Linked DNA regions of Rattus norvegicus: region 2 is linked to region 1. The links are chromatin contacts, called in public Hi-C maps. All regions are on one chromosome and are shown on one strand. The core of a region is the stretch at or near the end of the contact, and the rest is flanking DNA. Distances in the headings are between cores, read along the strand shown. Region 1 holds the start of Iqgap3 (IQ motif containing GTPase activating protein 3). Region 2 has its middle 35 kb from the start of Mef2d.

The links. A called contact is a pair of places that touch in the nucleus more often than the background predicts.
Region 2: a Hi-C map of kidney shows a contact between it and region 1, with 2.6 times the contacts expected there. The contact joins the enhancer-like site here to the promoter of Iqgap3 in region 1. A contact is called at or near these places in 5 of 12 Hi-C or Micro-C datasets (the A7r5 cell line, the Rat2 cell line, Schwann cells and 2 more) and 1 of 1 datasets of contacts at active chromatin or transcription factors (oligodendrocytes).

Annotation. Positions count from the first base shown.
Region 1 is chr2:175,837,022-175,843,733 of GRCr8, reverse strand. It overlaps Iqgap3 (IQ motif containing GTPase activating protein 3), which reads right to left and starts at 3,733. Exons shown (of 38, transcript NM_001191709.1): 1 at 3,697-3,733; 2 at 1,883-1,970. The coding sequence starts at 3,733.
Region 2 is chr2:175,935,692-175,942,403 of GRCr8, reverse strand. No RefSeq gene overlaps it. Among named protein-coding and RNA genes, the nearest start is that of Mef2d, 35 kb to the right of the region's middle. Within about 2 kb of position 3,178, at least 91 of the 93 cell types and tissues checked have an H3K27ac peak or open chromatin away from gene starts, as enhancers often do. A contact at or near this core is called in the A7r5 cell line, Schwann cells and kidney, where this site is marked.

The sequences.
Region 1 (6,712 bases), core at 2,484-4,983:
TGTATTTTTAAGGAAACCAGCTGGGCATCATGTGCACGCCGTTAATCCCACCACTCGGGAGACAGAGGCGGGTGGATCTCTGTGAATTTGAGGCCAGTCTGTCTACAAAGCAAGTCCAGGACAGCCAGGGTTGGTTACACTGAGAAACCCTGTCTCAGAAAAAAGAAAGAGAGGGGAAGGGGGAGAGGGAGGGAGACCCAAAATTCCAAAACTGTCACTTCAGCCTGTCTTCAAGGACAGGTGTAGCCAGACTCTTACCCTGTTGTGTAAGGTAACTGCTCACTTTGTCTGGCTACATACCAGATTCAAACAAAATGGACTCTGCCATTTCTCTCCTTGTTTACAGTTCTGAGAACTTAGGTACAGAACGCTCATGTCTGATGGAATGACCTCCACAGCTCACTATGCAGTTCTGAGGATAATAAGAGTATTAGGGGCCCTGTGGTTTGATGGAAGAAGGACAGGACAAGGGACAGAAAAGCCTCACTCCCACTTCCCAACCCATCTCCCTCACTTCATCTCTGAAATTCAACTGCATTCTGCAGAAACGAGGCCAACATCAATGGTCTTGCCGGCTTCAGTGGGCTGATTCTGAGCACACTTTGACTATAAATGCATTTTACTGCTGGTGGCCATATAAGTCAAGCACAGTGAATCCTGGGGTAGATTCTCCAGATACTGAGCTCTACAATAGTATGTTTCCAAGGAGAGTCAAGCAGACCTTGCTTCTCGCAAGGGGAATGGAGAGATGGCTCAGAGTTAAGAGGTCCTGAGTCTGATTCCGGCACCCATATGGCAGCTCACAACATCTGTAACTCTAGTTCCAGTGGATCTGACACCCTCTTCTGGCCTTCAAGGGTACCAGACATGCACGTGGTCCTCAGACAAACATGCAGGCAAAACACTCAAATGCATTAAGTTAAATTAAAAAAAAATTCTTAAGGAAAGAAAAAGAGAGTGGGGAAGTGGCAAGCACTCAAGAGGTCAGAGTGCTTGCCACATAGGCATGAGGGCCTGAGCTCAAAGCCCCTGCACCCATATAAAAGCCCAGGCACAGCTACACTTGTAACCCCAGCAGCCTAGTTCCAGGTTCAGTGAAAGGCCTTGTCTAAGGAAAATAAGGTGTCTTCTATTGAACCTGAAACTAGTCAAGACTATGTTTGTTCCCCCACCCCCTATCCCCACCCCCCGTCAACCCCCAGACAGGGTTTCTCTGTGTAGCCCTGGCTGTCAGGGACTCTGTAGACCAGGCTGGCTTCGAACTCAGAGATCCACCTGACTCTACCTCCTGAGTGCTGGAATTAGAAATGGGTGCTACCACTGCCAGCCTTTTCAAGATAGGGTTTACGTGAAGTCCAGGCTGGTCTTAGACTTGCTATGTAGTTGAGGCTGACTTCTTTGAACTCTGTGTGTGGGAGTGGTGGGGGTGGGGTGCCTGTTCTTATGGGAACCCTTTTGCATGTGTGTGCACGTGCATGCAGAGGCCAGAGGCCGATGTGAGGTATCTTCCTTGATCGCTTGCCATCCTAGGTTTTGAGGCAGAGTCTCTCATTGAACCTAAAGTTCCCTAATTGGCTAAGCTGGCCAGCCAATAAATTCCATAGTTCTGCCCACCTCTGCCTCCCCAGGACTGGGATTCCAGGTACATGCTGCTGCAGCTGGCTTCTTCTGTGTGCCGTGGGTCTGAACTCGGGTCTTCACTTGTATGCCAGGCACTTTACTGAGCTACCTCCTTCTCAGCTGACCTTGAACTTTTTATCACCATGCCTAGCTCGACTTAACCATTTTAACTTGCCGTTTCCTGCAGCACAGCCCCTGTCTGCATTTGCTCTGGGGACAGGTGACTGGAATAGGAGAGATAGGGAAAGTGGACCCTGCTTACCGCTTGGCTTCCTCCAGCCGGCACAGGTACTGGTAGGCGACATTCTGTCGCCTCTGCTCATCCATCTCCTCAGCTGTGAGACGATCATCTAAATCGTGAGGGGAGATAGGCAAGGAGTGTGCATTAGATAGGAATCCCAGCGCCCACACTGGGCAGCTCGAAACTACCAACGCCCTCTTCTGGCTTCTGTGGGCACCCATACACACAAGGTGTATATTCACAGACACATGCACGTAAAGAAAAATGAATCTTAAAAAATAAAAGAAGACCTCAGCTCTGAAGCTGCTTCTGAACAAATTCCCTCAGCAGCCCCTTCAGAGCACAGAAACACTCTCTGTGCCCCAGTTCTTCCCACTGTCAGGGAGCATCCTTCTGTGCCAGAGACATTTCCTTCTTTCCTATGGAGTCATCTTCCCATCTTTCTCCTCTTTCTCAAGTCTACCTCATGAACCTCCTTCAGTGGCCCCAGCCAGACCTTTCACAGCTTTCCTCCGCTAGGAGTGTAGCTTCACATCGCAGCCTTCACTAGATGCTAACTTCTCAAAGTTGTGTTATCACGTGTGGTCCCTTGGGAGCACAGCTGACATGATCAACCATTAGCACAGTCAATCATTCATGCGATACCTTTCTGCCAGGCCCTGGGCTGGTGAGCATTCCTGTTTTGCCTTAGCCATGGTCTTTTTACCTCTCCATCTGTTTTTCACGGGGAACACAATATAAAAATAAACACAGGGTGCGGGACAACTTTTTGCAGGAGCAACAAACAAATATGCAGGAGAGCATGGTCGATTTGTCTTTGACTGGGCACTCCAGTCATTTTTACTCCTTATCCTATTTCCTCATCTTCGATATCCTGCCGTATGACTTCAGGAAGGGCTGGGCTTATTTGAATTGGCAGTTCAACAGACACACACAACCAAATACAGATTTGAAAGTGCTGGCCAACGGCAGAAAATCCATGGGTTGGTCTGAGGGAGTTTACAAGGAACAAGAGTTGGTTGTTGAAGCATGGAAAATAAACCAGTAAGTGAGTGACATCACCTCCGAGTTATGAGTTGGGGACTCAGCAAGATGGAATGGGAGGGGCCTCGAGCAAACAAGGACAGCGGCCTGGAGTATGCCTCCTGCGCACACAAGTCCACATACCAAAGGGTCTCAAAAAACAAACAAACAAACAAAACAACCACCACAAAATGATTTTCCTGGAACTCTCGTTCCTTCATGAGGTGGATGGACAGATTTTTGCTCTTTGTGTCCTAGTGGAGAAGGAGTAAAAAGAAAGCAGGTTTTCTTTTTCATTCAGATGATAGGGTGGAATCCTTTCAGCCCTTCCCATGAACCTGAGTTTCTCTCTAAGAAAGCAGTGGGGTAGCCCAGGCTGTTCTTTATGTACTATGTAGCTAAGAATGACCATGAACTTTTGACCTTCAGCCTCCACTTTGCAACTGTTGGAATTACCGGAGTGCACCGCCAAACCGGACCTCCAGGTTCTGCATTTTAAACAGCCAGGTGATCAGGCATCAAGTAATTTGGGAGGCAATGTTTCAATGAGGAATCCCGTCCCGTGGCACTTTTAGTAAGTATAGTAATTAATGAATTTTAAGGGGTCATCTAGATCATCTACATTCCCCTGACCCTAGAGCCTCAGAACCTGGGAATAAGGGGGAGCGCCCTTTGATGGTTCTGCCGCTCGGTTACCCTGCGCACACTTCGGCGAACTCCCCCAGCGAACTGTGCTCCGGGCAGCAACTCCCGCGAAGACCAAGCCCCACCAGCAGCACCCCGCACCACCCTCAGATCCTTCCCGCACTCACAGGCTGTCCGAGCCTGGCCTGCCGTGCAAGACTCCATGTTCCTTCTCCTGCCAGTTTTGAATCTCCCGCCTCTGGGACACCGCCCCTCACTACGGTCACGCTGGGATGGGACGCTTCCCGTTCGTGCCTCAGGGAATCCTGGGTTTTGTAGTTCCTCTTAGAGCTGGGGGCCATAGCTTAGGGCAGTGTCTTGATTTGCTCTTTCTCTAAGGCCCCCGCTGCCCAGCTGGCTTTTTAACAAATAGTCCCTGCCGCTGCCCTTCCTTTCACTAGCCTGTCCCACTTCCTATAGAATTCCCAGGACTCCCTGTGTGCTATTTGGTGTTATACTCTGAACTGGATGACAAATGCAGGGTTATACATGTTCTAGATCAGTGCTGTTATAGCAACAAGAGATAGACGTAGTCAAAAAGCTTGGAAGTCTGTGCCGCACGGAGGGAAAGATCCACTGCAGCGGAGGGTAGAGACCTTCCTAGTAGAGATTTCAGCAAATCTTGAGGCAGGAGAGAAAAACAGATTAATTAAAAGGGTATGGGAAGGAAATGGAGCCTCCCCCCTCCCAACACACACACACACACACACACACACACACACACACACACACACACACACACACACCATGCAGTCTGACTGAAATCGCCAGCTAAGGGTTAAGACTTCCTACTGGGGCTAGAGAGATGGGTCAGTGGTTCAGACCACTGGCTGCTCTTCCAGAGAATCCTGGTTCAGTTCCCCGCATTCATATGACAGCTTACAACTGCCTCAACTCCAGCTTCAGGGCATTTGACAACGTCACACAGACATGCATGCAGGCAAAACACCAATGCACATAAAATAAGAGAAACTAAATAAGTCATTAAAAAAAGACTTCTGGTAGAGCGCTTACCTAGGAAGCGCAAGGCCCTGGGTTCGGAAAAAAAGAACCAAAAAAAAAAAAAAAAAAAAAAAGACTTCACCTGGGGTGGTGGCACATTCTTTTAATACTAGGGGAGGCAGAGGCAGGCAGATCTCTGTGAGTTTGAGGCCGGTCCTGGTCTACAGAGCAAGTTCTAGGACAACCAGGGCTACACAGAGGAACCCTGTCTCAAAAAACAAGCAAACAACAGACTTCCTACACAACTAACAAAGTCGATGATGTGAAGATTACCTATAGAGACAATATTCTTTTTATACTGAAATATTTCAAATAAGAATGATGCAATATTCCAGCTCTGAAAAAAAGAAAAAAAAAAAGAATGACGCGCAATATGAGGAATAAACATGACCATACTTTATATACACATATGAAACTGCCAAAAGGAAAAAAGAAAAGAAAATCATGTTAAGATTACAGTGCACCATGCAGCACACGTGTGCCTTCTGATTTGGCCATATGAACCAGCAATGTGGAATGAAAGACTTAGGGTTCCCCAAGTTCCTTAGGGTTCCCATCACGTGGTAGCCTTTGGCAAGTATGGTAACTGCTAAATTTTAAGGAGCCATCTAAGTCATCGACATTCTTCTGATCCTGGAGCCCCAGAACTGGGAATTAAGAACATTGCTCTTCGAGGGCATTACAGAGCAAGAGAGCAGACACACACACATTACCTGCTCACTGCTACAGGCTCCCGCAGAGCCGTGCTCCCGCAGAGCCGTGCTCTGGGCAGACCCTCATATGCAATCCTGGGAATTGCACAATAAAAAAAATCTTTGTTTACAGTAAAAAACATAACTACCGTCTTGTGCAACCTTCCTGTCTGCCTATGGCCTCCCCTTCTTACCACGATCTTGTCCTGTGACAGCCACTATAGGATCCCACTAAGGTTGCTTGGCAGTCTTCTCAGACATAACTTCAGACGCCATGAAAACCTGATACACGGTTACTACAAAGGTACAGAAAGCATGACTCATGCAGAAGCTCACACCCAGCTTGGGTGTGTGTTCTCTTTTTCTCTACTAATACACGTGCTTAAATCTATATTCAAAACTCTTATTAATAAATGCCAATTCTTCATTCTGACATGTCCTGAAATTCTTTTCTGCAGCAAATTCAGAATCCTGGTTTCACTTAGTAGAAGTTTCTGGAAAAAAAAACCAAAACTCTCGGGCTACTACAGGTGGCAACATAAAGCTGTGTCTTTGGTTTTTTGGTTTTTTTTTTGTTTTTGTTTTTGTTTTTTTTTGGTTCTTTTTTTCGGAGCTGGGGACCGAACCCAGGGCCTTGCGCTTCCTAGGTAAGCGCTCTACCACTGAGCTAAATCCCCAGCCCAAGCTGTGTCTTTGGATCCTGACAATTGAAGCTGAAGATTGAAGAATTTCCCAGACAAAGGGGAGGGGCGTTCCACACAGTGGACACAGCTTGTGTAAGAATATTAGGGAAGGGGGTTGGGGATTTAGCTCAGTGGTAGGCCCTGGGTTCGGTCCCCAGCTCCGAAAAAAAGAAAAGAAAAAAAAATATTAGGGAAATTAAAGTTGCCTTAGTGATGTGAAAAACAGGTCAGCTAGGGAGGACACATTCTACTACACATCTTAGGCACTTTGCTAAGGTACTGGGTCTAACAAGCAACCACAAGCCCTTTAGAAGCAGGTCAGAGCGGCCTTACAGTTTAGAAAATATGACAGCAGGGAAGTGGAGAGAGGAAGACTGGATGCAGACTAATTGGGAAGCCTCACAGTGGCACAGAGGGGAGATGATACAGGCTTCGCTAATGACAATGATAACAACTGTGGTGGGAAAAGGGGGGGCATATTATGAGATCTGCTTTTCTGATCTGCATTTCTCCCTTCTCCACACGTTGTGCAAGCAGCAGGGTGGCCAAGACTCAAAGCCTCATGGCAGACATTAGAAAAGGCTCTGTAATGGTTACTGCTAATTGTCAACTTGATAAAACCTAGAGTCACCTGTACAGCAGGCCTCTGGGAAGCCTGTGAGGGATTATCTTGTCATGTTCATTTTTAATTTGGGGTGGGACCATTCCCTGGTCAGGGGACCCTAGAGTATACAAAGTGGAGGAGAGTAGCTGACCAGAAAGCACTG
Region 2 (6,712 bases), core at 1,929-4,428, 99 kb before region 1:
ACATATGGAACATATACACATATTCAGAAAAAACATTCAAACACATAAAGCTAAATAAATCTACAAAAAAATATTGCATGTGTGAGGACCTCCTGTTTTTGGAAATGCTTTATAAACCAAGTGCAGCACACACGGGGCTCCCTCTGCTCTAATAAACCCATGCTGCTGCCACCTTCTCCTTCCACTCTCCCTGGGCAGGAATCCCAGAACACCCGGCATGCCGGATGAACTCTATCACTTGGCCACACCAACAGAATTCTGAGAGCTTTTACAAACATCGCAGAGTGCAAGTTTGCAAGGATGGAGAGGGCAATACATTGGATCAGCACCCGATTTTACAGTGAACATTTCACACTCTTTGTTTTTTTCGTTTATTTAAGTTTTTCTCTGGCTTCTACTTGTTCATTAATTGGGAATTAAACACAGGCACTGACAAATGTTGGACAAGCATTCTACTATTCTCCTTTTCTAATTTTATGTGCATGGTTGTTTTGCATGTATGTCTATGCACCATGTGCATGCAAAGTGCATGCAGAGGCCAGAAGAAGGTGTCAAAACCTCTGGGACTGGAGTTACAGACGGCTGTGGAGTACCATGAGGGTACTGGGGACTGAACCTGATACTCCAGAAGAGCAGCCAGTACTCTTTAACATTTAAGACATCCTCCAGCTCTCTTCTTCCTAAACAAACACTTGCTATGTAGCCCAGGCTGGCCTTGGACTCACTCTGCTGAGATTACAGGTGTGTGCCACCTTGTCTAACTCATTGTGAGACTTTGAGATAAGGTCTTGATACCTCCATCAGACTGGTGTGTGGGTTAGTTGGGGGGCTGGGGATGTAGCTAAACAGCAGAATGCTTGTCTAGCATGGATAAGGCTGTGAGTTCTATTCCCAGCACCACAATAAGCAGACACATCAACTAAGCAAGTTAAATAAAAGAAAGATAGGAAAAAAGTACCTAGGGCTGGAGAGATGACTCAGTAGTTAACTCACTGCTGTTTTAGAGATCCCTGGGAGAGAACCTAGCATGCACATCAGACGGCTCACAACTGCCTACAACTCCAGTTCCAGGGCACCCATGCAGTCTTCTGGCCTCCACTTCACACCTGCAAGTGTATGGCACACATACACTTAATACACTTCTTATTTTTCAGATTTATCTATTCTGTGTGTTTGTGTGTTCTGCCTGCATCATATGTCTGTGCATTACTTCCGGGTCTGCTGTCCATGAAGGTCAAAAAACTGTCAGATCTCCTGAAACTAGAGTTATGGTTGATTGTGAGTTACCATGTGGGTGCTGGGAACTGAACCCAGAACTTCCAAAAGAACAAGTGCTCTTGTCTCCATCTCTCCAGTTCCTAAGCAAATCTCTAAAATAGCATAAAAACAATAGCTGAAAATGAGGCAGGGATCAAGCCAGTGAGCAGTGTGTCTCCACGGTTTTCACTTCCGTTCCTTCATCCAGGTTCCTGGCTGGCTTCTTCTGGTGATGGATGTTAACTTGCAAGCTGAAATAAAACTATTCCTTCCCAAGCTGCTTTTGGTTAGAATGTATTACCACAAGTTTAGAAAAGCAAACCAGTAGACTGGCCTTGGACTCACTTTGCAGTCCAGGCCAGCCTTGAAATCACAATCTTTTGTACCCCATCCTCCAGCTCTCTCCAGGTAACTGTCAACACATCCCATCTTTATCATTCTTCCTCCCAGCCAATGTTCTATTACTTTGTTATATTCGAAACTTTAAGAGCTAATTTCAGATGTTTGCAGGATGCTGGGGTTTCCCTGCTCACTGGGCTTGACCCCTACCCCCACCCCTCCACCCCGCCACAGTACGACCTGTTCATTCTGTCTTCAGTTCATTCACATGCTTCTTAGATCCCAGGCACAAAGTTATCTTTCCAGTGCTCTGACTTTAACTGTGCCTATGCTCTTCCTTTAAGAGTAACCACCCTGGGCTGGAGAGATGGCCCTGTGGTTAAAAACACTGACTGCTCTTCCAGAGGTTCTGAGTTCAATTCCAGCAACCACACAGTAGCTCACAGCCATCTGTAATGGGGTCTAAGTCCTTCTTCTGCTGTGTCTAAAGACAGCTATAGTGTGCTTATATAAATAAAATAAATCCCATTTTGACACAAGGTCTTTGTGACCAAGGTGGTAGTTCCTAACAATATAGGACCCCTGGGTGGGGAGATGGGGCCTCTTGGCTGCTCCACCTTGACAGTCTTTTTTGGGACTCCAACATTCTATTCCTCAACTTGTGACCTGTCTATGGGATTTGATGGCCATTGTACTCTGAGAATGGCAATTGCTCTACCTCTCAACTAAGCTACAACTCCATCCCAATCGAGGGGTTATGTGAGGACCTCTTGAGAGAAAGATTATAAGACAAGCTGTGGAACACTCTCTAAATAAATATTCTTACTACTATAGCAAGGTGTCTGCACAGATTCAGGCCAACAGCTCTCAAGCTATAAATAAGCTTACCGCCAGAAGACAGGAAAATACAGACAGGCCTGTCCAACCTGTGGCCATTAGAGCAGAGGGCATCTGTGAGTACTTCCCAAAACAAAATCGTTTACGGCTTTTTTTTTTTTTTTTTTTTTTTAAGACAAGAGTCTCATATATTTCGGGATAGCCTGAACTCACTAAGTCATCTGGCTTTGAATTTCTAATTCTTCAAACTCCACCTCCCAAGTGCCAGAATTACAGGCGTGCGCCACTATACGCACACACAAGGTCGAACCCCGGATTCTGTACATGCTAAGGGGAGCCTATCAAGAGTTACATCTCCAGCCCCGCGACTTTTTTTTTTTTCTCCTTTTTTATAATTCAATCACGCAAGTTTTTCGGCGTGAGCTTTGTAGTTAACAGTTTTGACAGTGACAAATCGTTGCATTCGCCTGCCGGATTCCTTCTGGAACGCCCAGGCAATGACAGATCTTACGCAGTGCTGTCAATCTCAGTAAATTTGCCAACAGGGCCGAAGGTGCTAATTCTCTCAATTTGTGCAGGAAGTTGACAATGGTGTTTTACGCATGCGCAGCTTCTGGAAGCCCCAGAGAGAATGCTGAAAGCAGTTGTTTTACTTGTAGTTTTCCTAGTGCTAAACCTATTGAGGACGCACGCGTCTTGTGCAGGCAGCAGTTGGCCGATGCTTCCATCACTCACTGGAAGGGCCAATGGAATGAGCCTTGTTACCTACTTCCCACCGAACGCAGGCGGCGCCGGGCGTGGCTTAAAGGCCTTTGTTCCACTTGCGGTGGAACGTTGTCAGAGGCTCGGGACCATGTTCTGCCACTCGTGAAGCCCGAGAGAAGCAGTCAATCGCTCAACGACACCTCCGGGGGCAGAACGGGCGGAAATGGATGTTAGGCCACTCTACGGCCTACCTTCTATACCCGCCCCCTTAGAATGGAGGTTTTGAAACCCGGAAGCAATTCATCGGTCTCCGGAACAAGCCGCGGGCTACGCGGGGGCGGTGCGTGGCGGGCTCGTGGCCCTGCCTTCTGAGAATCTTCCCCTCCCCAGGGGCACCCAGCATGCTTTGGGCACGTGGCAGCTCATATCCTAAATAGGAGCAGTCCTGGGACGCTATCCTGTGAGGGTGGAGACGCATCCCGAGACTGGACAGAGACCGAGAGGTGGAGCTGAGCTCATACAGGGCTAAGGGGTAAATCTGACTCACCCAAGAGGCCGGAACTGACCTGCTGCAAACCTACCAAGGAGCTGCGCTAGGCTGTGTGGAAAGAACACGGTGGGGGCGGGGAAGGGGGACTGTAAACTATGCTATGGGGCTCTACCTCTTACTTTTGAGACCCAAGACCGTGAAATACGACGAGAATGGATTTCCTCTTCGTCCAGGTAGTGAGTGATTTTATGCTGCAGACATTGAAGTCCAGAGCCTGAGGTGGGATCGCCTGGGTTCCGTACACATCTGCTGTTCCTTGAACAAGTTCCCACACAATCACAAACAAGGCTGGAAAAGTTAGCCCATGGAACTTAAGGATGAGTCAGAACACAGTACCACTGGCCTCTTGGTATTAGCAATTAGACAACACTAATAGCGCCTAAGAACCACCGACCTTGATAGCTGAGTCCAAGAGACCCACACCCTAGTTCTATTTTATATGGCAGTACTCAAGGAGTTTGTCCTTTAGCTAAAAAGGAAAGAAGCTGCAAAAAGAACTTGGAAGTATTTTTTATTAAAAAAAAAATTGCATGTGTGTACACATGTGTGTCCTGAGAAAACCAGAAGGGATGCTGGATTAAGAATGTGTCCTGGGGGGGGCTGGGGATTTAGCTCAGTGGTAGAGCGCTTACCTAGGAAGCGCAAGGCCCTGGGTTCGGTCCCCAGCTCCGAAAAAAAGAACCAAAAAAAAAAAAAAGAATGTGTCCTGGGGGGTTGGGGATTTAGCTCAGTGGTAGAGCGCTTGCCTAGTAAGCGCAAGGCCCTGAGTTCGGTCCCCAGCTCCGAAAAAAAGAAAAAAGAAAAAAAAAAAAAAAGAATGTGTCCTGGGGGCTCAGTGATTAAGAGCATTGACTGCTTCTCCAGAGGACCTGGGTTCAATTCTCAGCACCCACAAGGCAGCTCCCAACTGTCCTTACATAGATGTGCAGGTAAGCAAAACATCAATGAACAAAAAATAAACAACAACAAAAAAAATGTTTGCTGACCTGAATTGTTTCCAGCACCCAAGTAAACATCTCACAATTTCCTGTAACATTAGTTCCAATAAACTTGATATGCCCTGTTCTGGCCTCCATTCATCCGCCGCCCCCCCCCCCCCCAACACACAAGAAAGTAAAATCACGTAAAAAGCACAACAAAAACATGCATTGTCTCTCATTTGTCTTGTGTAGGCACCATGCCAGATACTGTCATTCCCTAGCCAGTTTCCAGTCAGCATTCTTTCAGATCCTTGGGACGGTGTTAGAATGTTCGGTTGGTTTCACTTTATTTATTTTGTTTTGAACAGAAGTGCATGTATTCCTTGTTACTCTGAACTCACTTTATAGCAGCGAATGACCTTGAGCTTCTGAGCCCCCATCTCCTAGGATTCCACGTGTGTGGCACCACCTCTGAAGTCTTAGGTGCTGAGTGGAGTTTTGAGCCTGGTACTTCTGCTTGCTGGGCAAGGTCTCTGAGCTATATCCCTGTCCCTCCCCAAGCCATCTCTGCAGCCCCTGGAAGCAGTTCGTCAACTGAGGTCTCTTTCCAAGTGATTCTAGGTTGTGTCAAGTTGACAAAACCAACCAGGCCACACCTGCCATTTTGTACTATATGGGAAGCAGCATACTCAGTATTGACAAGTATTAAATCAAATTATAGTTCTGAAAAATATTGAAGAAGTTCTACATGGAGAACTGTCAAATAATCAGCCAAGGTTGACTGATTATGTTTTAGATTTTTGGTTGTGAGCCTAGCCTTTAACGGCTGAGCCATCTCTCCAGCCCGATGTTTTAGATTTTTAAGACAGGGTTTTACTGTTGAGCCTTGGCTGTCCTGAAACTCTGTAGATCAAGGTGGCCTAGAACTCAAGAGAGCTTTACCTGCCTCTGCTTCCCAAGTGCTGGGATTAAAGGCATGCACCACATACCCAGCCTTTATGTAAAAATAAATTTATCTCATTAGTATGAAAATTTGCTTAAGTTTCTTTTTGAGACATGGTCTCATGTAGTCTTAGCTGGGCTGGATGCTTTAATCTTCAATAATTTAAGATTATAAATATAGATCAGATAGTTTATGCATATTACAGAATTTTATTTAAAATAAATTTGGGGGTATATAGAGATAGCATAAGTATGCTTTCAGGTCCCCTACAGCAAAACTGGTAAAACTGGGTATGGTTGTCAGTGCCTGTAATCCCACACTGGGGAGACACAGACAGAGGGATTGGGACTTGTGGTCAGCTAGTATGACTAAAAGGACGAACTCCAGATTCAGTGGAGAGCGACAGAGGCCACCCTAGCTCTGGCCCTCATACCCGGCTGCACCCACATACATACACAAATAGGAACTTGTCATTTCCAGCAGATGTTTGATTTGTATATTTCACGTTCAGGATATAGAGAACATGAATTCAGCAGAAGAGAGGTTTGTGGGAAGCAAAGTTTAAGAAGCCACATGAGCCGGTTGTGGTGGTGCACGCTTTTGATCCTAGTAGAGGCAAGCAGAACTGCCTCTGCTTTGAATCTGTAAATTCAAAGCCAGTCTGATACAGTGAGTTCCAGGAGGGCAGAGAGAACCTGTGTCAAACAGCCTTAGGAAGGAAGGGAGGGAGGGAGGGAGGGAGGGAGGGAGGGAGGAAGGAAGGAAGGAAGGAAAAGAAACCCTGTGATAGACTCCTGATGTGTGTGAGTGTGTGTGTGTGTGTGTGTGTGTGTGTGTGTGTGTGTGTGTGTGTGTGTGAGAGAGAGAGAGAGAGAGAGAGAGAGAGAGAGAGAGAATGCATTGCTGTCAGTTTTGCTAGCAAATGTTCTTCTATCTCAGTTTTCTGAAGTAGATCTTATGTAAGCCAGCCTGCCCTGCAGTTCACTCTGTAATCCAGATGTCCTTGAACTCCTGATCCTCCTGCCTTAACTCATCCATGCTGGGACTGTAGGCACGTGTCTCTGCCCTACTTTAGCTTTCTGTGTTCATTTTGACATAGGTCCTACTGTGAAACCCAGGCTGCCCTGAACTCCCATTCTCTTGTCTGTCATCCAGCTCCTG